Linked DNA regions of Mus musculus: all the other regions are linked to region 4. The links are chromatin contacts, called in public Hi-C, HiChIP or PLAC-seq and promoter capture Hi-C maps. All regions are on one chromosome and are shown on one strand. Each heading gives the region's core, a stretch centred on a gene start, on an enhancer-like site or on the middle of the called end of the contact. The rest is flanking DNA. Distances are from core to core; before and after follow the strand shown.

Evidence for each region. Promoter capture Hi-C pulls out the DNA fragments that hold promoters and counts their contacts. A called contact is a pair of places that touch in the nucleus more often than the background predicts. HiChIP or PLAC-seq counts read pairs in DNA pulled down with a chosen protein or histone mark.
Region 1: a contact with region 4 is called in a promoter capture Hi-C map of hippocampal neurons, with 25 times the contacts expected there. The contact joins the enhancer-like site here to the promoter of Flrt3 in region 4. A contact is called at or near these places in 13 of 39 promoter capture datasets (the 3T3-L1 cell line, cranial neural crest, embryonic stem cells and 6 more), 6 of 484 Hi-C or Micro-C datasets (cerebral cortex, cortical neurons, cranial neural crest and 3 more), 8 of 115 datasets of contacts at active chromatin or transcription factors (SST interneurons, astrocytes, embryonic forebrain and 5 more) and 1 of 9 other capture datasets (adipose tissue).
Region 2: a contact with region 4 is called in an H3K27ac HiChIP or PLAC-seq map of SST interneurons, with 9 times the contacts expected there. The contact joins the enhancer-like site here to the promoter of Flrt3 in region 4. A contact is called at or near these places in 8 of 39 promoter capture datasets (the 3T3-L1 cell line, frontonasal cranial neural crest, hippocampal neurons and 3 more), 6 of 115 datasets of contacts at active chromatin or transcription factors (SST interneurons, VIP interneurons, astrocytes and 3 more) and 1 of 9 other capture datasets (embryonic stem cells).
Region 3: a Hi-C map of embryonic retina shows a contact between it and region 4, with 2.3 times the contacts expected there. The contact joins the enhancer-like site here to the promoter of Flrt3 in region 4. A contact is called at or near these places in 3 of 39 promoter capture datasets (cranial neural crest, embryonic stem cells and second pharyngeal arch cranial neural crest), 1 of 484 Hi-C or Micro-C datasets (embryonic retina) and 3 of 115 datasets of contacts at active chromatin or transcription factors (embryonic forebrain, embryonic limb bud and stem cell-derived neural progenitor cells).
Region 5: a contact with region 4 is called in an H3K4me3 HiChIP or PLAC-seq map of embryonic limb bud, with 18 times the contacts expected there. The contact joins the enhancer-like site here to the promoter of Flrt3 in region 4. A contact is called at or near these places in 10 of 39 promoter capture datasets (the 3T3-L1 cell line, the C10 cell line, cranial neural crest and 6 more), 1 of 484 Hi-C or Micro-C datasets (cerebral cortex), 4 of 115 datasets of contacts at active chromatin or transcription factors (VIP interneurons, embryonic forebrain, embryonic limb bud and 1 more) and 1 of 9 other capture datasets (adipose tissue).
Region 6: an H3K4me3 HiChIP or PLAC-seq map of embryonic forebrain shows a contact between it and region 4, with 11 times the contacts expected there. The contact joins the enhancer-like site here to the promoter of Flrt3 in region 4. A contact is called at or near these places in 8 of 39 promoter capture datasets (the 3T3-L1 cell line, the C10 cell line, cranial neural crest and 5 more), 3 of 484 Hi-C or Micro-C datasets (cerebral cortex, nephron progenitors and palatal mesenchyme), 3 of 115 datasets of contacts at active chromatin or transcription factors (astrocytes, embryonic forebrain and forebrain) and 1 of 9 other capture datasets (embryonic stem cells).
Region 7: an H3K4me3 HiChIP or PLAC-seq map of forebrain shows a contact between it and region 4, with 42 times the contacts expected there. The contact joins the enhancer-like site here to the promoter of Flrt3 in region 4. A contact is called at or near these places in 4 of 39 promoter capture datasets (cranial neural crest, hippocampal neurons, liver and 1 more), 3 of 484 Hi-C or Micro-C datasets (the N1E-115 cell line, cortical neurons and ventral hippocampal neurons) and 6 of 115 datasets of contacts at active chromatin or transcription factors (VIP interneurons, astrocytes, embryonic forebrain and 3 more).

Annotation. Positions count from the first base shown.
Region 1 is chr2:141,875,114-141,878,031 of GRCm38.p6, reverse strand. The region is part of intron 8 of Macrod2 (mono-ADP ribosylhydrolase 2); the gene reads right to left. Among named protein-coding and RNA genes, the nearest start is that of Gm25583, 240 kb to the right of the region's middle. Within about 2 kb of position 1,376, at least 24 of the 459 cell types and tissues checked have an H3K27ac peak or open chromatin away from gene starts, as enhancers often do. A contact at or near this core is called in SST interneurons, cortical neurons, forebrain and 2 more, where this site is marked.
Region 2 is chr2:141,982,277-141,985,230 of GRCm38.p6, reverse strand. The region is part of intron 8 of Macrod2 (mono-ADP ribosylhydrolase 2); the gene reads right to left. Among named protein-coding and RNA genes, the nearest start is that of Gm25583, 340 kb to the right of the region's middle. Within about 2 kb of position 1,555, at least 4 of the 459 cell types and tissues checked have an H3K27ac peak or open chromatin away from gene starts, as enhancers often do. A contact at or near this core is called in SST interneurons, where this site is marked.
Region 3 is chr2:142,128,033-142,130,747 of GRCm38.p6, reverse strand. All of the region lies in intron 8 of Macrod2 (mono-ADP ribosylhydrolase 2), which reads right to left. Among named protein-coding and RNA genes, the nearest start is that of Gm25583, 490 kb to the right of the region's middle. Within about 2 kb of position 1,422, at least 1 of the 459 cell types and tissues checked has an H3K27ac peak or open chromatin away from gene starts, as enhancers often do. A contact at or near this core is called in embryonic retina, where this site is marked.
Region 4 is chr2:140,669,952-140,672,727 of GRCm38.p6, reverse strand. Flrt3 (fibronectin leucine rich transmembrane protein 3) reads left to right here and starts at 1,252. Exons shown (of 3, transcript NM_178382.4): 1 at 1,252-1,482. The region is part of intron 3 of Macrod2 (mono-ADP ribosylhydrolase 2); the gene reads right to left.
Region 5 is chr2:142,023,603-142,026,422 of GRCm38.p6, reverse strand. The region is part of intron 8 of Macrod2 (mono-ADP ribosylhydrolase 2); the gene reads right to left. Among named protein-coding and RNA genes, the nearest start is that of Gm25583, 380 kb to the right of the region's middle. Within about 2 kb of position 1,547, at least 2 of the 459 cell types and tissues checked have an H3K27ac peak or open chromatin away from gene starts, as enhancers often do. A contact at or near this core is called in embryonic limb bud, where this site is marked.
Region 6 is chr2:142,162,094-142,165,061 of GRCm38.p6, reverse strand. The region is part of intron 8 of Macrod2 (mono-ADP ribosylhydrolase 2); the gene reads right to left. Among named protein-coding and RNA genes, the nearest start is that of Gm25583, 520 kb to the right of the region's middle. Within about 2 kb of position 1,346, at least 21 of the 459 cell types and tissues checked have an H3K27ac peak or open chromatin away from gene starts, as enhancers often do. A contact at or near this core is called in embryonic forebrain, where this site is marked.
Region 7 is chr2:142,333,546-142,336,245 of GRCm38.p6, reverse strand. All of the region lies in intron 16 of Macrod2 (mono-ADP ribosylhydrolase 2), which reads right to left. Among named protein-coding and RNA genes, the nearest start is that of Kif16b, 570 kb to the left of the region's middle. Within about 2 kb of position 1,310, at least 73 of the 459 cell types and tissues checked have an H3K27ac peak or open chromatin away from gene starts, as enhancers often do. A contact at or near this core is called in the N1E-115 cell line, VIP interneurons, cortical neurons and 5 more, where this site is marked.

The DNA of each region.
Region 1 (2,918 bases), core at 127-2,626, 1.2 Mb before region 4:
ATACAACACTGATTTGACATGTGCCTTACCACACAGCTATTTGTTAAAGCAGCGGGGCTATAGTAACACTTGCCTTAGTCATCCCAGTGAATAAAGACATCAGAAAAGTTGCTGTTTCCTGAAATATTTAGAAATGTATGCTTAGAAAAGATGGCAATGAACTCCAACAACCCTGTAGCATGCATGATACCTTTCATTAGGAATTTCCTTTCTGACATGCATCTACAATGTGATATTTTAGAATCTCTCTGCTTAGATATAGTTAAAGGACATTAGGGGATCTGGAAAGCTTATATGCTGCTAATCATAGCTGCTGGCTAGAAATGTGGTGGGAAATAGTCCTTTTTTCATAGTCATTAACTCTGCGTTCACACATGGGTTTCATTTCCATATCACATGCTTCTATGAAGGCTCCTGACTCCAAAAGGGGTCAGGATCTCAGCTGTGGGCTCTCAACATCTCTTGCAATCGCATCAAGACAGGCAAAGCTAGAAATAAACCAACCAACCAACCAACCAAACAAACAAACAAACAAACACCACCCCAAAACAGAAGAAAGAAAAACCAAACCAACCAAACAAAAACCCCTGTGCATTATGAGGCTGGGGTTGGGCCATTAGGCATTAGTCATACAGAAATGTAAAAATGTCACTATAGACACTTTGTAGGTTGACTGTCTATACTTCAGAATACAATTTCTATGTTTATAATTTCATTAGGACCATCTTGTCTCCAATGGTAAGAGAGAAATAGATTCTGGAAATAAAGGAAGCTTGACTTGATGCTGAGTCACCCCAGCAGCACAGAACACTGAGCCAGGAAAAATATATGTGCCACTGTTGGGACCAGCTAAAGAGTTGCCTCTTATTCCACACAGTATTCAAACAGTGATGCAGCAGTGTGGTGAAAACAGTGGAGGGCTCTGTTCTGATTTTAATTCCCCAGGCTCATGTGGCTATAGAGAAAGAGCAAAGGCTTACAACATAGTGCGGCTTATCTAATGAAGCTTTCCTGATAAATAACTCAGCATAAAATAACCGTAGGCACAGTGTTTTCTAAAGTTCCACCCAAGCCTCTCTATTCCTTACATTTCACCTCTCTTCATTTTAGAGAAAGGTTTTATTTTCACAAACAATAAAGATGACACCCTACTAAGGACAGATAAAGTACTCAAATGATGTTGCCTGACAAGGAAAGGTCACCAGTGAATTTAGTCTTCAGGCACCAAGTAAAATCGAGGATGTCTGAACACAGTCCAATCAAAGAGCCCAAATGGGAGGCTCAGCTCTGAAGTGGGAGGAAGTGATAACCTCACAGACTGTCAGCAAAATTCCAAAGCTGAGCAAATCCACCGATTCTGGAGGAAAGCCCGCTCTCTTTATCTTTCTGGTTCACTTTGCACATGCTGTTGGGAAGTGTTGAAGTCGACTGCATAATTCATGCTCACTGCAGTCTAAAGCATAATGAGAGTTCGTCCAATTTGCCAACACTTTGAAGAAGAAGGGTGTTCAGACAATAGCAACCACGGTGCTATAAATGGACCCTGATGAGGGCAGGAAGTCAGCCTTCTCTTAAGTCACTCCCTGGCTCAGTAAAGAAGTCTGACCTCTGCTGTTCTCGACAGTGCTGAAAGCATTAGCATCTTCAACACTGTATCCTCTTCTAGATTCCTAAAATATCCCCTGCTTTTCGGCATGCAATTTAAGCAAGAAATACTTGCAGCCTTTTAGATCAGGCCATCTGGGAGTTAGGTGGCTTTGATCGTCTGGTTTAGTCCTTGCCCTTTGCCCAATCCATTGCCCCTCTCTTTAAGACGTAAACCAGACTCATTTGGGAGCAAAATTATGTGTCCAAGATTGGAAAACAGAAAAAAGATGTGTCCAGAAAAAAAATGCCAGATTTGACTAATTTTTAGGTCATGCTTTAATGATCAGGCGAACAGATTCAGGCATGAATGTCACATCTGTTCCTTGAAGATGAATGATCAATTCAGTCATATTCAGTGTAGAAGAATTGTTTGAACCTTATGAAGAAATGTTTCATTTCTTCCCTAATTTTTTCAGATGGAAGATTGGCCTGAAGGGGAGGATGGTTACATAACTAATACTAGTTACTTCAGCCATTAACATGTGGAACTAGAGGCAAACTTGGATTTCCTATGCCTCTGCCCTAACATTCTGCAGGCTGTCCACCCACCAGGAACAGGAAAACAGGAACAAAATGGAATAAAAGTCTTTTTTTCTTAAATTTTATTTTTATAAATGTATATGTATGTATGCATGTACTTTGGTGTGGACACATGTATGTGTGTATACATGTGTGTGCATATGCCCATGTGCACACATGTGCATATGTATGTGTGCAGGCCACAAAAGGATGTTAGATCCCCTAGAGGTGGAGTTACAGGCAGTTGTGAGCAACCTATCTATGGATACTGGTATACTGGAAACCAAATTTGGGTCCTCTGAAAGAACAGTAAATGTTCTTGACTGCTAATCCACCTATACATTAACCCCTCAATGGACTTCTTTATAATAGCAAAAATATCTACATGCTGATTTAATTTATTTTGTGACCAATATCTTAGTGTTTAAGGCAGAAAGTAACTTGCATTATAGTCATGATGTCTTGGTTGTAATTCATTAAATAAAATCTTAACGTGTGAAGTGGAAAAATTATGGTGAACCTACAAAGAATAAGCCAGGAATAAAACGAAGCAAGCTAAGACTTTGGGATTAATGCATCCATTTCCCGGGAAGACAACTGGAAAATGGAAGTTTGAGGCAAGCATTAAGTATGGACATTGTGCCCATACTTACACCTTTGAAGGCATAAGTTCTGAGAACTGGGTTTGCAAGACTGCAAGTTTAAAAAAACAAACAAACAAGAAACAAAACAAAAAGGAACTTCATCAAACT
Region 2 (2,954 bases), core at 306-2,805, 1.3 Mb before region 4:
GGGCTTCCTTTGCTGTTTTCTGAATGACCCTTCAGGTGTGAGCAATTCTCATGTAACAAGGATCAATTACTTGTGAACATATAAACATATGGTCGGTTAACAATCATGGATGCATGAATAGTTAAGCCAGCAGGAAAGAAACTAGAGGGGAGGGGAGAATAACAGTCTCCATTCCTTGCTAATTTGTTCCTTCCTATCCCATTATCAACTGATACTAAGCATCAAGGATTCACAGGAAAACAAAATACAATCCTAGCCCTTCTGGTCTCAAATTGTATGATGACTTTTTCACATGACTGTGGCTATGCACATATCCAAGAACTTAATACCCCTTTTTCTAGATCTCCCCAGAGATGTTGGTACTGAAGAAATTCAGGCATGTACAGGATGTTTTAGCAAAGGAACTTATCATAGAAAGCTGGGAACATACTCTGGAAGAGAGCAAGGAGATGATTGACCTGGGTTCTGAGATGGAATGAATCTACAGGTCAGATCTGTCATTATTTAAGTCTGAAAATAGGGAGGTGGAGACAAGATCAGTGGGGGTAGGGATATGAAGTTAGGGAGATGAATGGTGGGTCTTTAGTGCAAAACTGCAAGAGAGTCCCAAGATATAAAAGAAAATCAGAAAAGATGAACGTGGAGATGTAAGCAAGGGTCCAATCAACAATGCAACTGTTTTAGCGGTTGCTAAGATACTCATCAACTATTAACTGCATCAGGAACATAGCATATATGAATGTATGTGATATTCCTCACAGGGTTGTGAGGTATCTGGATCACTGTCAAAGGGTAGGAACCTGAAGTTTAAGGCTTAATCTTTAGTCCCTCCACTATGGCATTATTGCCATTTCTGGGAGGCTAGTTCTATGACATAGCAACTTCCTTGTGCATGTCTGAATATCGAGGAGTGTCCCTGGCCTCTGTCAATTAAATTAGATTAGTACTCTGCTGACTAATGGGGACAAACAAAAATATCTCCAGACATTACCAAATGTTCCTGGAAAGCAACACCATTCCTGTTTGTGAACTATTTGTTCAGGCCTTGGCAAACAACAAGGTCTCTCAAGAAGCAAACAGGCCGGTGAAGTATGATGTCATTCCATTACCCACACAGGCCAAACTCTAAATACCTGCCAAGAAAAGTAACATAACACAGTAGACTGATAAACATAATCAGGTTAGAAATTTGTTTAGAGAGAGAGACTGCTTTTGTAAGTTTCAGTGTAAAAGAGAGGGGAAAAACTAAACACTAATAAACAGAGGAATGGAATCTGATTAAACATGTCACATTTCAGCCTTTTCATTTCCTTCGGATGACACGAGTCTGAATGTTCAGTGTGTACTGTTGATGGAGGTGTGCACATACATACACACTGCTGTCCACGCCTTCGCTTCCTGCAATTTTATCCTACAATGCCTTAAAGTAAATGTGACATTACACACATTTTAGCATCTATTTTCCCAGCAGGAAGTGTAAAATAAAGAGACTCAATCAGTATGTTAAAATAAGATCTGATGCAAGGGAGGGAGCAAAGCTTTCAGATCAGAAGAAATATCATCTCGAGGAAATTAAAAGCCTGAAATATGGCATATGATTACTGGCACTGAATTCCTACTGCTGTGCTTTGGAGGGACTTTTAAAGATTCTATTTGCTAAATAAATCTGCAAGATTGCATTACTTTCCCAAGTCTCAGTGTACTGAAGTGAGAAAAACTGTGTACATAACCGTTGCTAGAAAACTTTCATAAGTAGGGTCTGGGTGGAGAAGAACAAATTGCTCAAATCTGTACATATCAAATAAGGCAGTTGTATGGCTTCCTTTAGCATGCTTCTTTTTCCACCTAGTTCCCTAAGAAAATAGATGTGAGCTGGCATGAAGTTACCCAATCAATAAGCACACTATAGCTTTCTTTATCTTTCTTCCTAACTTCCTTCCTCACCTCATTTTCCTTTCTTTTCTTTCTCATTCTCTCCTTCCTCCTATTTACTCCCATCTTTCCTTACCCATGCTGTCATTTATTGAAAAAATATTCACCAAACACTCATTAGACTGTACTTTATAGGGAGGTTGCAACAGTGGCCTCAAAGAGATATCCATCCCACTTTCATGAAATGTCCAATCTATGTAAAGTGGTAGTCAGACAATAACAGAACTATTATGGAGGCAGTCCTAACGAGAGCTATGACAGATGGACAACTATTTCAGTGAAAGCCTGCAGACTGTGATCTTGCTGGGAACTGGGCGTGGCCTTCCTGAGATACCATCTGAAGGACAAACAGGAGGTAAGCAAATGAGAAGCAAGAAAGCAGTCTAGTGACCAAGACAAGGCAGAAGCAGAGGTGTCTCTACTTAGTATGGGCAAAACATACTTGCAAATCCCAAAGAAGGGTACTCTGAGCAGAAGGCCCAGGAGAGAGCAAAAGGTGGTGATGCAGGGTTAGAAATGCTCTGGTGGGGACTACAAACAGAGTTCCCATCTAGTTGTAAGAGCAAGCACCAACTGAAAACTTTGTTATCTTGCAAGAGTTTTAAAAGAGTTATTTCTCTAGAATGCAGACAATAGGAAGGCAATATTTTATATGATAGGATCTGATCTTAAACAGAAACAACCATGATATTGTATACTTCAAAACAGAGCCTCATCAATCTACTTTGATGGGACGCTGAGCATTATTTCTAAGATTATGCATAGTAGGAAATAGATACTGGATTTAGTGATGAATATTACTAATAACTAACTACATATTACTATAACTAATGAATATTTTCTCTCACTATACTTTGTCTCCCCCAGAATGACACTTCTCCAAATCAAATATGCCTTTGGCCCTTACAAATTTAAAAATAAAAGCAAATCTTTTACTATATTTTAAAATGAATTTGAATTTGCCAGAGTCTTGTATCATCTTCATATCTTCTCTGACACAGGGTATTTAATGTGAACTTAGT
Region 3 (2,715 bases), core at 173-2,672, 1.5 Mb before region 4:
AATTTCTAGAAAGATAAATAGATGGTGTTGGCAAACATCTTTTTAAGCAAGGAAAGCCAGGTTCAGAAAAAAAAATATTTTATATCCAGTGCGGATTCTAGCTTCTAATTGTTAAACATGTCTGTTGAGGGTAGGGAAAAATATGGTTAAAGGAGAGGAATCTAGAAAGGGACCCATGTGGCTGGCAAAAGAATCCTCAAGGAAGGACACACAAGGAGGGCCAGAGAATAAAGCAGAAACCTGAAAATCTCGGGCTTCAAGGGTCCAGTGCAGGGTCTGAGCGATGAGGAAGGAGGAGAAGAAGGCAATAGGAGGTTGGGAATGAAATATGTATTAAAACCTCCTAGGGAAACTTATTACCTGTAACTTAATTTTAAAGTATTTGATATATTTATCATTTTTTCAAAATAAATAAAAGTGTAGCACTTGCCTCTCCTTTTATGCCTTTTTGGAGTTAACAATTAGCAGAGTGACATTCATATAAGAAAGTGTTTCTTCACTTACTGAACAAACATTCATGGTCTATTCCAGGAATAACTGAGTAGTAATGGATGTAGTGAATTAAATTGATGCAGCGGCCCTAGCCAAGTGCTTGTGTCAGTACCTATTTTTTTAAAAGGGGGAATTACTATGGTTTTTCCTGGTAGGTGGGGGAGAGCTGAAGTTCTCCTTGGCTCTTCATTGATTCCTCAAGGCATTGTAGCAATCATTTCCTTGCTTATGGCTCCATCCTCAGGTACCATACTGTCCAGAGGACACTCAGCAAAGAAGAGCACTCTTTAGATTTGCTATGCTCTGAAAGACTAAATGCTTTGCAGCAAGCCTTTCAAATAGGCATGGAAAGGAAAGGAAGAATACTATTCTTTCCCTTCGCATAGACTTGCAATTTTCATCTAGCCTTACCTTTTCCCTAGTATTCTAGTACACAATGAATTGCATCCCAGATCTCCGCAAGCCTAAAATGGTAAAGAAACTTATGCAGGAAGAGAAAATAGTCATATCTTAAGATAGCATCCAGTATTACTATAATATCATAAAGTACATTTAAATTAAAGATATAAATGAATATACATTTAAGGAATGCGATTCATGTAAGGGGTCCACAAAACAAAACAAACAAAATAAAATTAAGCCAACACTATCATTTCTAGATTGATAATAGCAAATTGAAAAATAAATCAAAGATGTATATAGACAATTCAAGTTCCTTACTGGTAGCTGAGTTTATTGGTGAGACCACCGCAGTTACCAACTGCCCAGCAATTAATTGGATCTCTCTGAGGTCGATGCAATTACATCATTAAGAAATAACCAGACCAACCATTTTACAGTCTGGTTCCTCCAGTTGTCTTAATGACTGAATTGAATTGGGCAGCCCAGTGACCCCATCAATGGTTTCAGAATCGGGCTGCAAATGATCAAGACAGCCAACCATCCATGGCCAGTGTAATCTCACTAATAAAGTAGAGCTGTCTCCTCATATGGTGTGGAAGTACTAACAGGACTTCTTTCATTCTAAGCTATGGCCCCCATTGGACACAAGGACATTTTCTGGCAATTACGTACCCATATGCCCATTTGATCAGTCGGCCCCAGCTTAGAATAAGTCTACCTACCACCTCGCGGATGGAGGCTTCAAAGTTACTGAAGATGTGAATCTGATTAAGTATATTATAATTGCAAGCCTAGCATGTTGATAAATACTTGGGAACTTTCATGGATGTCATGATGACTGCTTTTGAATGTAAATCCTTTTCTTCCTGTGTTCAAAAGAAATAAATGACCGTTTTCTTCCTTGCTTGACATATTCTATCAAAGAGTGAAATACAAACATTGGAGAAGTGCTTTTAAAGCAATCTAGTCATTCTTAGACTATAAAATCTAAATCAGAACCCCAGAGTTTTCTGGCAGATGTATTTGTTGAATGCAGTTCTTTTCTGCTCAGCAGCTATGGCTCTTACATTGCAAATAGCATTTGCTTTACAAAAGGTGCACAAACAGGAACAACACACACACACACACACCAAACCCACAAATTCACACACTCACACAAGCACACATAAGCACACACATGCACACACACACACACACACACACACACACACACACACACACACACATATACACACACACAGAGAGGCACTCACATCTTAGCAGCTCGTTTGCTGTTATCATACATTTCCTTTCTCTTTAGCCAGCTCTATTTGAAGAATACAGCTTGGGAAGCAGTCATGAGAGCTATTTTACAGTTTACTTTTGCTTGGACATTAGCAATGCCCTTTCACATATTTATCCACAGTGTTTTTTAAATACAACACCCAAGCAAAGATTTATGAGGCCTTTATGAGTAGATTTATGAGGGAAAGCTATTGTGAGTGGGCCATATGCCAGTCTCTGCTACAATGGATTTAAGTCAGCACTTTATTTAAAGGTGTCAGAGTAGAGCTCAGTGTGCTGACTGCTTCTGGCCTATGCAAGGGTTAAATGAGTCTTTTTCAACAAGTACAGAGGAATGACTGTAATATAGCACAGAAGTTGCCACTAATGCAGACGTGTGCCTTTCCTTCTCTGTCTGTCTTCTGAATTCTTTCCTACGTCATGACCCTTCTTCACTTATTTCCTCCACCCATAAAAGCGAAGTGAATTTCTGTGGGATTTTTATGAGTTGAAAATTAATTTAAAATTTTTAAAATTAATTAAAAATTAGTGTGCATG
Region 4 (2,776 bases), core at 3-2,502:
GCATAGAACAATAGGTGTCGGAACATCTCTTATCGAGGGGTCACCTTCCACTCCTGAGAGCACCCATTCTCAGAGGGGAGTTCTAAAGGTCAAACAGCTGCCAAACTCAAGTTAGGAACCACGTGAAGCTAACGGAGAGAATAGCCATGTACTCCTAAGACAGACAACTAGCCTTCAGAGACAAACAGACCATTTCCTAGAAAGGATAAAGTCATGAGCTTGTTAGAATCAAGCAAAGAAAGAAGGGAAAGGAGATTGCTATTTGGGTAAATATAGAAACAAGATTCGTCACTTAAATTCACTTACTTAGGAGAAAACTTACAAGTCCAAATAACAGAAAACTGATGATAAAATTATACCTGGAAATTAAAGTCTTGGAATCCTGTTAATTAGGCAGAGAAATCTTAGTGTCTTGCAACTGTCACTATTTATTCATGTACGCAAATTAAAATGATTTAAACCTGGAAGAACCATTTCTAACAGATATTTTAAGATATTGATGACTGCAGCCATGCTCGTGGCAGCAAAAACCATAATAATAATAATAAAAAAGAATGTAGTTAGGCTCAACCCTTTTAATTTTAGGGAAGACTGATAAATATGAGTGATTGTATCTTCCTAGTTCTGAAGTAGAGGTATACCCTTATGCACACATGTAGGTGGTCTCTCTAGTAGTACATAAAACAGTCTTCATTATGTGAAAATGCATGTGGAAAAAAAAACCTTTCTACTTCCCAATAAGACTGCTTTCTTCAATATTTTTCACTGTTCTTCCATTTTCTCCCTTCTCCTAAGTAAATCACCATTTGACCCTGCTTTCTCATTTGCCAAATCAATATTAGTTGGGATTGCCATCCTCTGTTCTCCACAGTTACGATTTTAATGTAATAAAAATAATCTGACTTTTGTTAACTTATTTTTGGTACAGATGGCTTGAGCATCAGACACCTGTTTCTCTATTGTGATCTTATAAATATTCTCCTAGCGTGCTTGTGTTTTTCTGAGTGTGCTATCACTACCTTGCAGTAGTAAACTTTAGGGAGCGCGGAGATTCCAGAGTTGCTGCCTACAAACCAAATGGCATCTCAGCTTTGGCAAACTGAAAGGCTCATTTCGGCTTCTCTCACCCCCTCTAGCGTTGGCAAAGCTCATCTGTCTGATTATCCAGTTACCTCACTGAACAAGAGCTGGGCTAAGTCCTGCCCACCTATGACATCACCCCCTTCCTCAACCACTGCGAGGTGAAGCTTTAAACTTCAGACTTGGAGGTGGGCTGCGCGCAGTCAACTGGATGCTCTCGCGCGCAGTCCTCAGCGCAGGAGTGATCTGAAGCAGGACCGCTCAGGCTGCAGCTGCCGTGGCTTTGTGTGCACTGGATGCCGCGCTCCGGAGACGGGGGAGGGTTTTTACTTCAACTCACAGGCAATGGAATTACAGCTGTAGCAGCAGGGTATAAAGGATTGCTTTTTCCTCGTCTTCCTGGTAAGTGTTTTCCATGCTTTTTCTCATAATTGTCCCAGAAACTTCGCTTGCTCTTACTCTCTAGAAGGAAATGACTAGCTTGGTTCCATGAGGGATCCAAGTAGCCACGTTTGCTCTGTCAGCAGGACGGGTCAAAGATGTGCGTGCAAGCCAGCTCTAGGGAAAGTCTTACAAAATAGCCGAATGTTATAAGTTTCTTACAGACTTAAATCATTTTTAAAAATAATAAATAGCTCCTCTCTGTTTCAAGCAATTTCTATCCGCGCAGAGCTTCACGGAAAACTGCAGTTGGAAAGTTGAGTGTTTGAGATAGGAGAGGCAGATTTTTCTCGGCTACAAAAGCGAAAGGTCGCTAACTTGGTGTGTACTGTATGTGTGGTATGATCACCTATCGCTGTTTCTATAACTGTGAAAGAAATCAATAACCCCTCAGCCCATGAGTACGCAGTACATGAAAAGCATACATCTTGCTCGCCGCCAGCAAAGCTGCGCTGGGAGACTGGGATGCCTCTGTAGAGGATTAACAGCTACACCTAGATTTGAAAGCTTGCACTGCTTATCCGGCCCCAGCTCCTTCAGGCATTCCGGGCTCGGGAATCTCAACTAGTAAATCCAACTCAGAATCTCCGGGCCAAACCATATTCCCAGTCCAGGAGACTGTCAAAGCCTATCGCTTGGGCGAGTGTAGAATGTGACTAGCATAGTAACTGGGTAGTCCACTCAGAAAAACTAACAAAGCTCACCCTGGAAGCCGTGCTTGATGTATGCAGTGAGGGGAACAGGGGAGGGAAGCCTCATCAAATGGCAAAGGCAGAGTGTCCCTTCACTTGCAACACACAGTGAAAAATATTGTATTGATACAAATGCGTTAGACCACAAAGCTTCCAAAAGGTATTTAAGTGTATCTAATTAAAAAAAATGTTTTTCAGTAAATTATGTCTGAAACAAAATGGTTGCATAAAGGTAAAGAGTGCAACAGGCCCATCTTTTCTCAACATTGGGAGCGGGTTTATTACTTATTTAGAATGAAAAGGAGATGGAAAATGTTGGTGTTTTCCAAATTACAAAATCAAATGGTTTTTAATAATTATTTTGATTGTTCTCAATAAATCTATGCTTCAAAATGCACATATTTGCTGTGTTATTGGGATGAAACAACATGGTCAAAGCCATGAAAAGTGCTTCAGCTGTGGCTATTCCTTTATTCATCCTTAACTGTGTAAGAATACCCTAACCAGTATAAACAGAAGGATGAACCTGTCAGCTCCCAGGCTACGATCACTTAGGCTTGACT
Region 5 (2,820 bases), core at 298-2,797, 1.4 Mb before region 4:
GGTTTTCATATAACCCAAGGCTGCTTTTGTAGTGCAGCAGAGTCAAGCAGATATACCAGAGATGGTACAACCTCCAAAACTTAAGATATTTACTCTTAAGTCTGTCAACCAATCATTTGAAGACTTCTGCTCTATATTTTTAACCAGTATAAGTATTTACAGCAATATTTAGGTGGTCAGATTATCTCAGTTAGAGGGGACCAACACTAAATATCAGGGTTGGGATATTCTTAGGAATAATATTTTTCTTTATTTAATATAGAGATCAATAACCAAGGATCATTAAAGAAAAGTTTATTTATCATTCATCATAAGAAAGACTTTTGGCAAAATTCAAATCAAATGCCTGAAACTCAGAGGTTCCAAAGAGAGAAATAAAATCTCTAGCTTATTCAAGGAACACTGTCACATGCCCACATTGTCACACATACTCTCTCTCTTAGTCAGTAACATGCAAGAATCAACAAAGTGAGATTCTTCCTGGTTTTCATCTACGAAACTTCAAATAAAGATGCTATTATCCTGGAACAGTAATATTATCAAACTAATTCAAGTCAATTATGAGAGATGTTTGAATGTATATGCCAGTAGATACACATCTAAAAATAAATATCCTAAAATCTATACCCTTTGCCTTCTCTTTAAAAGTCAAAGCACAAGACCAATATGAAATGGAAATACACACACAAGTGCCCCAATTCAAGGAGCCTGCTTCAGTCTCTACTATGCCTAGGCCATTACTAGCCCCAGTAAGGATGCAGATGCAGTGCTGTTTCTCTCCAGAAATGCTAACAGCTAATCAAAAAATACTAAACAGGAATAATTAAAAACAACCAGATGTCAGTCAGAGCAAAACGGGTCTCGATAGGCTGAGAGGTACATCATTAGCAGTTGTTCAGCCTTCCATTGCATAAACCACATTTCTTTATTTCCCTTTCATTTTAGTCATGGGTGTATCAAAGGACAAATTCTTCCCATTCTCCTTCCTTCCTGTAGTTGATATGAAGCATGTGATACAGGGTTACCTGCTTTGGAAAGCAGGGGCGATGACTGATGAGTGAAGATATTAAAACGTTCACTGTTCCCATATACCACATATCCCATATATCCAGTTCCTTGAAAGCATTTGTATATATTATCATCTTTCACACCCTTAACATACATAGAAACACAAAATATAAGGACAAAGGATTAGATGACTCAAGTTACTGTTAGCACTAACATGAGATATTAAAACCATAAAATAGGAATGGGCTATTTTTCCACATTATCCCCAACACGATTAAATTTTGTTTCTAGAATTGACTGCATAAGGAAATGATAAGATGAATAAAAGAGCACTGGGAACAGAAAACTATGCCCAAGTTTAACAAAAAGCTGGAGTGACAAGAGCAGTCCCTGGGGACCAATGCATTACAGCCCTTGGGTCTCCAGGAAGGTCAAGACTGGAAACCATTTACAAACCAGTAACTCACACAGTGGTGGAAGAACATGTGTTGGGAAAATTCAACAGTACTTCTTTCATGTTTATGTGGCCTCTGTGGTTTTAGAAGAAATGTTCTCTGCATAAAACAACATAATAAAAGAAAATCCTGCTACTTGACAGGGTTTCCTCTAATGGGAAGACTTTTTCATGCCCATAAACATTTGATGTCCACATCTGTTGAGGATAAAAGGCACGTATAACTTCCCGTTAGATGCAGAGATTCAGGGTTCTCAGAAACCATATAACACGGTTAATGGAGACAGCAAAAATGCTGTAGATAAAGTTTCCCTGATTAAATTAGTGCTTCTGAAGTTTAAAGTTTTATAGATTGCTTCAGGTGCTTTTCTTTTTATATGGCTTTGGGTGTGTGTCTTTATATTTTAATTCTAGGGAATAGCTTGTTATTGTTTTAGAAACAAAGCCAAAAGGTTCTTAGATTACAAAATAATAAAGTGCCTCTCCCCAGAGGACAACACATTCTGCTTTGAAAATAACAGGTACCTGGTTATGGTAACCTGCTCTTTCACTTAACCACCACCAACAGGACCAGTCTGGGACCCCAGGCCATGCTTTCCCACTGAAGAGAAAATCCAGCCTTCCTTGAGAAGGTTTCAGTTTCTTTCCCTGTCTCAACTTCAGAACGAAGGTAAAGAATTCAGCCATGCTCATCCATGGATGTCAAAGGAAAAATCTAAGGTTCCAGTGTTAACGGACAAAAGCTGACTCCTGTCAATCAGCTCCTGTTGTCTCCCACTGTTCCAGTCACATCCGTGACACTGGATTCCTTGATGTCTCTGAACAATGGTTTGTTCTGTCTCCTACTTCCTAGAAAACTCTTTTGTTGAGAGCTTTGGGTGCCACTTCTAGGAATTTGGCATTTGTCACTGGGCTCAGACAAGGAAGTAGGCTTGGATAAGAATATTAGGAATGGTGACTATGGGGCTTTGCTTGCTACTTTGCTGAATTACTTCCTTATGTGATCTCTTTGCTTACTTCTTTACTTGATTACTTTCTTGTGTGATCCCTCTGTTTACTACTTTGCTTTGATTACTTTGTCTTTGATCTAAGAACTAACCATGTTTTTTTGGATATACCTAGAATGATATAAAAGCAGGCTGGAGAGAACTACAGCTGCTTCAGTCTCAGTGTGGGCTGAAGTCCTGCTATAATTTTGTCTAGTTGTTTTTCTTTACCAGTCCTCACTCCCTCCCTTGATGCCCTGGTGACTGACTCAGCTGGCTTGGTCACTCTTTCTTGTGCTTTTATGGAGCTGATTCCCTCCTGGTCTTCCGTGTCTCACATCACATCTTCCTTCCTTCCTATCCTTCTTTCCC
Region 6 (2,968 bases), core at 97-2,596, 1.5 Mb before region 4:
AAGTCACAGAGAGAAATTTTAGAAGCCAGGGCTGTGATGGCAAACTCTTTTTTTCTCTCTCTCTCTCTTTCTGCCTTGAACTATAAAGAAATGACTTTTCTGTAGCTTAAACTACATAGCCGGTGGCATTTGCAACACACTCCTGGCACATTAATGCACTCTAGCATCTCCAGAATCTTTATGGGGTCACCTGACTCCTTCACTGTCCTTATCTTACTGCAGCTTCTCCCAACCTGGCTTCCTGCCTGCCCAGTCCTCCCTCAACACCTCCTACCCCCAGGTATTGATCAAGATTACATTCCCACGAAGCTCCCGACTGCAAATCTCACTCTCAGTGTATTGCTTGGATAGACTTGACCCCTGACAACACTTTATAGATTCCATGCCATCTCTTGGTGTCTAGCCTGTCAAAAGTTAATTCAGCCGGGGAGTGTCTTAGCTCCACTAAAGTACTGGGCTCCTCAGGGCATTGTGCTGTCACTTGCAGGGTACACTAAGTACCCTCAAACTAAGAAGACGCTGCCAGAAATAGGTCTTTTGACTCAAATTTCTTCTTCCCCATCTAGTCTGTGACATGAAATTACCCTTCCAATGTTAGATCTATTGTTCATGAAGCTCGTGTCAACCCCCGACCCAGCTGCAACTTCCTATTGTATATTTCATACTCCTGCCTCTCGGAACACACTTTCCTCTTTCTTTTATTTGATTAAGAACATCTGCAGAGGTGGTTCGGAAGACAAAAGTTAATAATTACTCCTTCTTTGTCAGAGTAATTAAAAATTTCAAGGAACAATTGTCATTCATTGCTGCCTATGGGTTTGGCACTGAGACTCAGGCTTTATAAAGCTGAAGAAGCATGACCTTAAAAAAATGCCATTATTAGGAGAAATCCAAATCACTGCTCAAGAGGAGAGAGGAGAATGCCATGCTAAGTCACGGGGTGCTCAGCAGCCTGCTTAAGAGGCTCAAAGGGTGGGGCGGGTTACCACACAAGTCAGTAAGGCCGGCTGTGTATTATCACGTCTTCCCATTGCCATTAGCATCAAACGTGCTCTGCAGATGCCATTTACAGTTCAAAGAGAAACTCATTAACATATCTTCCAAAAGAGCTTTTTTTTTTTTTTTTTTTTTTTTGGTCGGGACAAAAAAAAAAGCTGTTTTTTTTTTCCTCAGTCTGGTGTCCCTCCCACTTTTGCAAGAAAGAATCTCTTTGTTCAAGAGGCAAACTTCAAGAGAATAATCCCCCACCAGTAATTTTCCTTAGGTTCCAGTCTCAGACAACACAGAATCGAGCAAACTGAAATGGTGCTATCAGCAATCCCCATCCCTCCCCCAGGCTGATGGCAGCAGCCATAGTGGAGGGTGGTGGGAAGGGGCGGGGCTGTTATGACTTGAGTGTGCGCTGTGTATAAAAGACAGAAAGGAATACAAAGAGCAACTACAGTCAGCATTTATCCCCTCACTGGTCTGCTATTCTCTGTCTCCTTCGACATGCAGGATTTGTTCCCAGCTCCTTTGTTATTTTGCATTTTTATCTCCTGTGGCTATCACACATGGTCTCTGTGGTTTTGAATGGCACCTAGAAGAACACGTCCCCCACATAGACTGTAAGTTCCCATAAAGAGACATTGCCTTTTACTTGGCCCCTTATTTTCTTCCTCCCCCTTTTCACCTGGCAATTGGTGGAATCAACAGAAGAGTGTAGGGGGAAAAAATCAATGTTGCTTCATTGGACCAACAGGCTCTTGAATGGCTTTAATTATAAATCTCAGACTTTGTTCTCTCGAAGGACCATTTGGAAAAAAAGTGTTGGTCTTGGTTCCTTTTATGTCAGGAGTTGCCTTTGCTGTCTTCCTTTCCTCTTGCATGTAAGTCACCTACTCCTGCCCAGCTTCTGATCTGCTTGCTCTGTCTTTATACCAAGAGGTTCCAGGAGAGCTGGTTTCCACTTTACATTTTGAACTCACAACTTTTGGTGATTCTGTTAAGGCTTTTCAATGTTTATTATCAAATATTTTTGACAGCTAAGTCTCCCTCAGGGGAAGTGGCATGGAGGCTAAGTGCCCTGCAACTTTCTGCTTAGCTTGGGGGTTTTGTCCTGTTTTCTTTTCTTTAAGGTCTGCATGAAATGTTCTTTGAAAAGATGAAAACAATGTTTCCTCTGAAATACTCACTGACCCTTGACAAAGACCTGCCCAGCTTGTACAATGTCTTCAAGCCTTTGCTGTTCTCCGTGGGGGAGTGGGAGAAGCCTCACTACCTGCCTCCCCAGCCCCTAGCCTGAAAATTAGGAGTACTGGCAGAAAGCCCGGATGTTTGTATGTTGTGTGACAGAGGAAAAACAGATGGATATTAGGTCAGCAGGTAGATAATTTCTTTTTTTCTTTCCTTCTCTAGCCTGCGACTTCTCCCTCCTCCCCTTCCCTCCCTCCCTTTCCCTCCACTCTTCCTTTCTCCTCCTTCTTACTTTTGATAAAGTTTTACTAAGGAACCCTGAGCAGTCTCAAACTCCAGCCTCAGCCTCAGGAGGAGTACAAGCGGGCACAACCATGTCTAAGTGGAGGATAGATGTTAGCAGGGTTTCCTGCAAATGCTTTAACTTAAAGTAACTTTTTGCTGCAGATTTTACAATGCTAACGTATGATTCAGACTTTAAACTTTACATTTTAAAAATATGTCTATTGTAAGTGCCAGGTGCATGGTAAAGAGGCCTTGGACATGGCCTCTCTATGGTTAAGAAGAAGGCTTTTATCATAGGGAAGAGGAGGAAGAGCCAGAGCAATCTGGGAGAGTCTGTCATGGCTACCTCTTGGGGATGGAGAAAGGAAAGGAAAGGAAAGGCTGGGAGAGAAGCATCAGCCAGAGCTAAGGGAACAGAGAAGACAGTAAAAATGGTGGGGGAGTCCTGCCATTTATGAAGATTAATGTTATATTTCTAACGCTTCTTTTAGGTCAAAATAAAAAGACT
Region 7 (2,700 bases), core at 61-2,560, 1.7 Mb before region 4:
CAGTCTTCGGAGTCTGCCTGGCAAGTCAACTTCCCATCCCACTCTAGAGGCACATTCCGGTTTTAAAAGGGGACTTACTCTGTTCTGACTGTAGTGTCCTCTGCAGCTGCGGTGTATGTGTCTGGCCAATCTTCAGAATTGGTATATCTCTAGATCCCTGCATTGTCACTCAAAGAGGAACTGATTAGTGTACCCAGGACAACAAAAGGCCTTCTAATCAAGCATTGCAGCTCATTCCTCTTATGGCAGTTTACAAAGGAAAGTCTCTTCTCCCAAGTCTTGGTAATGGGCAACCGAATGAGGGAAGCCTGCTTGTCTTGTGACCCTTCAGACCTGACACCCGAGTTCCAGCCTCCTTCTGGAAGGCATGGGGGATACACATTACCTCTCCTAGTGAGGCTGGGCTTCTCCAGCATTCCATGCGCAGCATGAGTGTCACAGACTTAGGCTCTGTTTCACTTCATTTTAATGAGAACAGAGTTTAATTTAAGTTTCAAACGCTTGCTTTCTCCCATAGATGGGAGCAAAAAGGGCTAAGGCTATGGGATCAACACTGCAATACATATGGCTATTCACAATTCAAGGGTCACCGCCACTCAAAGGTAGGGTGCAAATCTGAATTGCAGCTAATTAATTTAGCCTTCATTATCAACCGTTCTGAACCACAAAGGAAGCTCACCAGCTATTTTCCAATGACTAAGGGATTAAAAAAAAAGCTGAGTGAAATGTCTAAGAGACTTAGCAAACAAACTGTTGGCCATTTGGGGGTATCTTAAGGCTCCCCAAAATGCACCCCATGATTGAAATCAATTAAAAGGAGCCAAAGGCTGACCTGCTGAAGACAAAGAGCTTAAATATCCCACCTACCCAATAAAGGTCCGAAAGATCCCAAAGCCCTGGAGGGAGGCCTCATGAATACTCTTGAGAATTTTTAAATGCCTGCCCCGAAGAAAGAGGGATGTGAGGAAGAGAGAGGTCTCTGCTTCTAAATAATAGTGGCTCTCCTGTGGTTAGGCACAGCCTGTAGGATTTGCGTTTCAAGTTCTTTATTGAAATTGCTCAGGTCTTTTAACAGATCTCCTGTGAGGACTCAAAAGCCTTAAGCTAATTACGCTTGGCTGAGATATGCTTGATGAGATGGGAAAAACAGAGAGCTTTTGAAAGGGTGAAAAATCTCTATCCATCTGCTGGTGGTCTTACGGAAAGAATAATAGAAGAGAGGTGGAGGGCAGCCAGCCAGGGTAGGGAGGCAGAGGACTCCTTTAATTACAGGGTCAATGAGACCATTACCGCTTGGAATGCTGGGAAAGGCCAGCCAGACAAGCTCTGGGAGCTGGGTAGCAGCAGCAGGAGCAGCAGTGCTTAGCTGAATGAGCCCAGCAGAAGACGGGAGCCACAAAGAGGATGGATTTGGAAGGAAGAGAATTTGGTGGGCTTGGAGGAGAAACTCACTTTAAATGAGAAAGGGTAGGTGGTCTGGAGAAAGGAGGAAGGCTCTCAAGTTTCACAACAAAGCTCATCCCCCGCCCCCGCCCCCCTTCCTCCCTGGTTATCTTTGGTCCTGAAAGGCAGCTGCAGATGGAGCCCCAGTGACGTGGTTCTTTCTCTCTGGTGACAGTGAGACAGTTGCTTCTGTTATCCTTGGCAGTGCAGATGAACAGCCTGCATTTGGCTTTCAAATCAATGCCCCAGGTGTTGACTCAATATGGAGAACAGCTTATGTGTGTCTCTCTAAGTTCACTTCGGCTTTTGAGTTCTGTTTTTTTTCTTTTTTTTTCTTTTTCTTTTTAAAAATAACTAATCCCCTCAAATTCAGCCGAGAAAAATGCTTGAGTTTGGAAGACAAACTGACTCAAAGAGAACGGCTTAGATAGAAACCTATTTTACTTTGAATAGGCTAGCTCTTGAAAGTTGAACACCATATGTCGCCAATTCTAATTTATTTATTTATTTTAAAACGCTTGTAAATGTAACACCACTTTTGTTCTCCTGACTCTCGTTTCCTTCTATGTATGAACACGAGCAGAACTACCAGAATAATGTGGATTCAGCCCATTTTTGTCCTCCATTGCTTATTTTCTGCTCAATGAGGCCAGAGAAGAAGAGCTTTGGTGTCGCCAGATTTTGAGACTACACAATTCACATGTGTGTGTGGAGCATGTTATAAACAGTGTTCTTCTCCTATGTCTTCACTGGGTATTATGGTATGGCCTGTATATGCAAGAAAAGCTTGGGAGCGACTGACCTTGCATTGTTCTGTAGTCTTTTACTCATGCTTAAGTCCTGATGAGAGGGGCAATACCTGGAGGAAAGAGTCTTTTATTGGCTCTCTGCTCATGGATCAGACTGTAAACTGTTTCTCAGTTACATGAAAGGAATGGACTCAGGAAAAAGAATTCCCCGTCAGATCCAGAATGGGTAAAGGTATCACACCCACTTCCTATCTCCTCAGATTAATTTTTTTTTTTTGTCCAAAAGTTGGGATTTTTTTTTTTTTTTGATCCAATTTTCCTCCTCCCAGAATAGAATGAAAAACTGTCTTGTAGCAGAGTGGAGATAACCTGGGGCCCAATTCCTCTGCCACTCAAAGACAAGACTGATTGGCCCTTTGATGGCTAAATGTACACATGTTGTAGCCTTTGTCTTGTGGATTTTTCTGAAATTATAAGATGCCCCTGGCATTGGGTGAGTCAGGTCTGG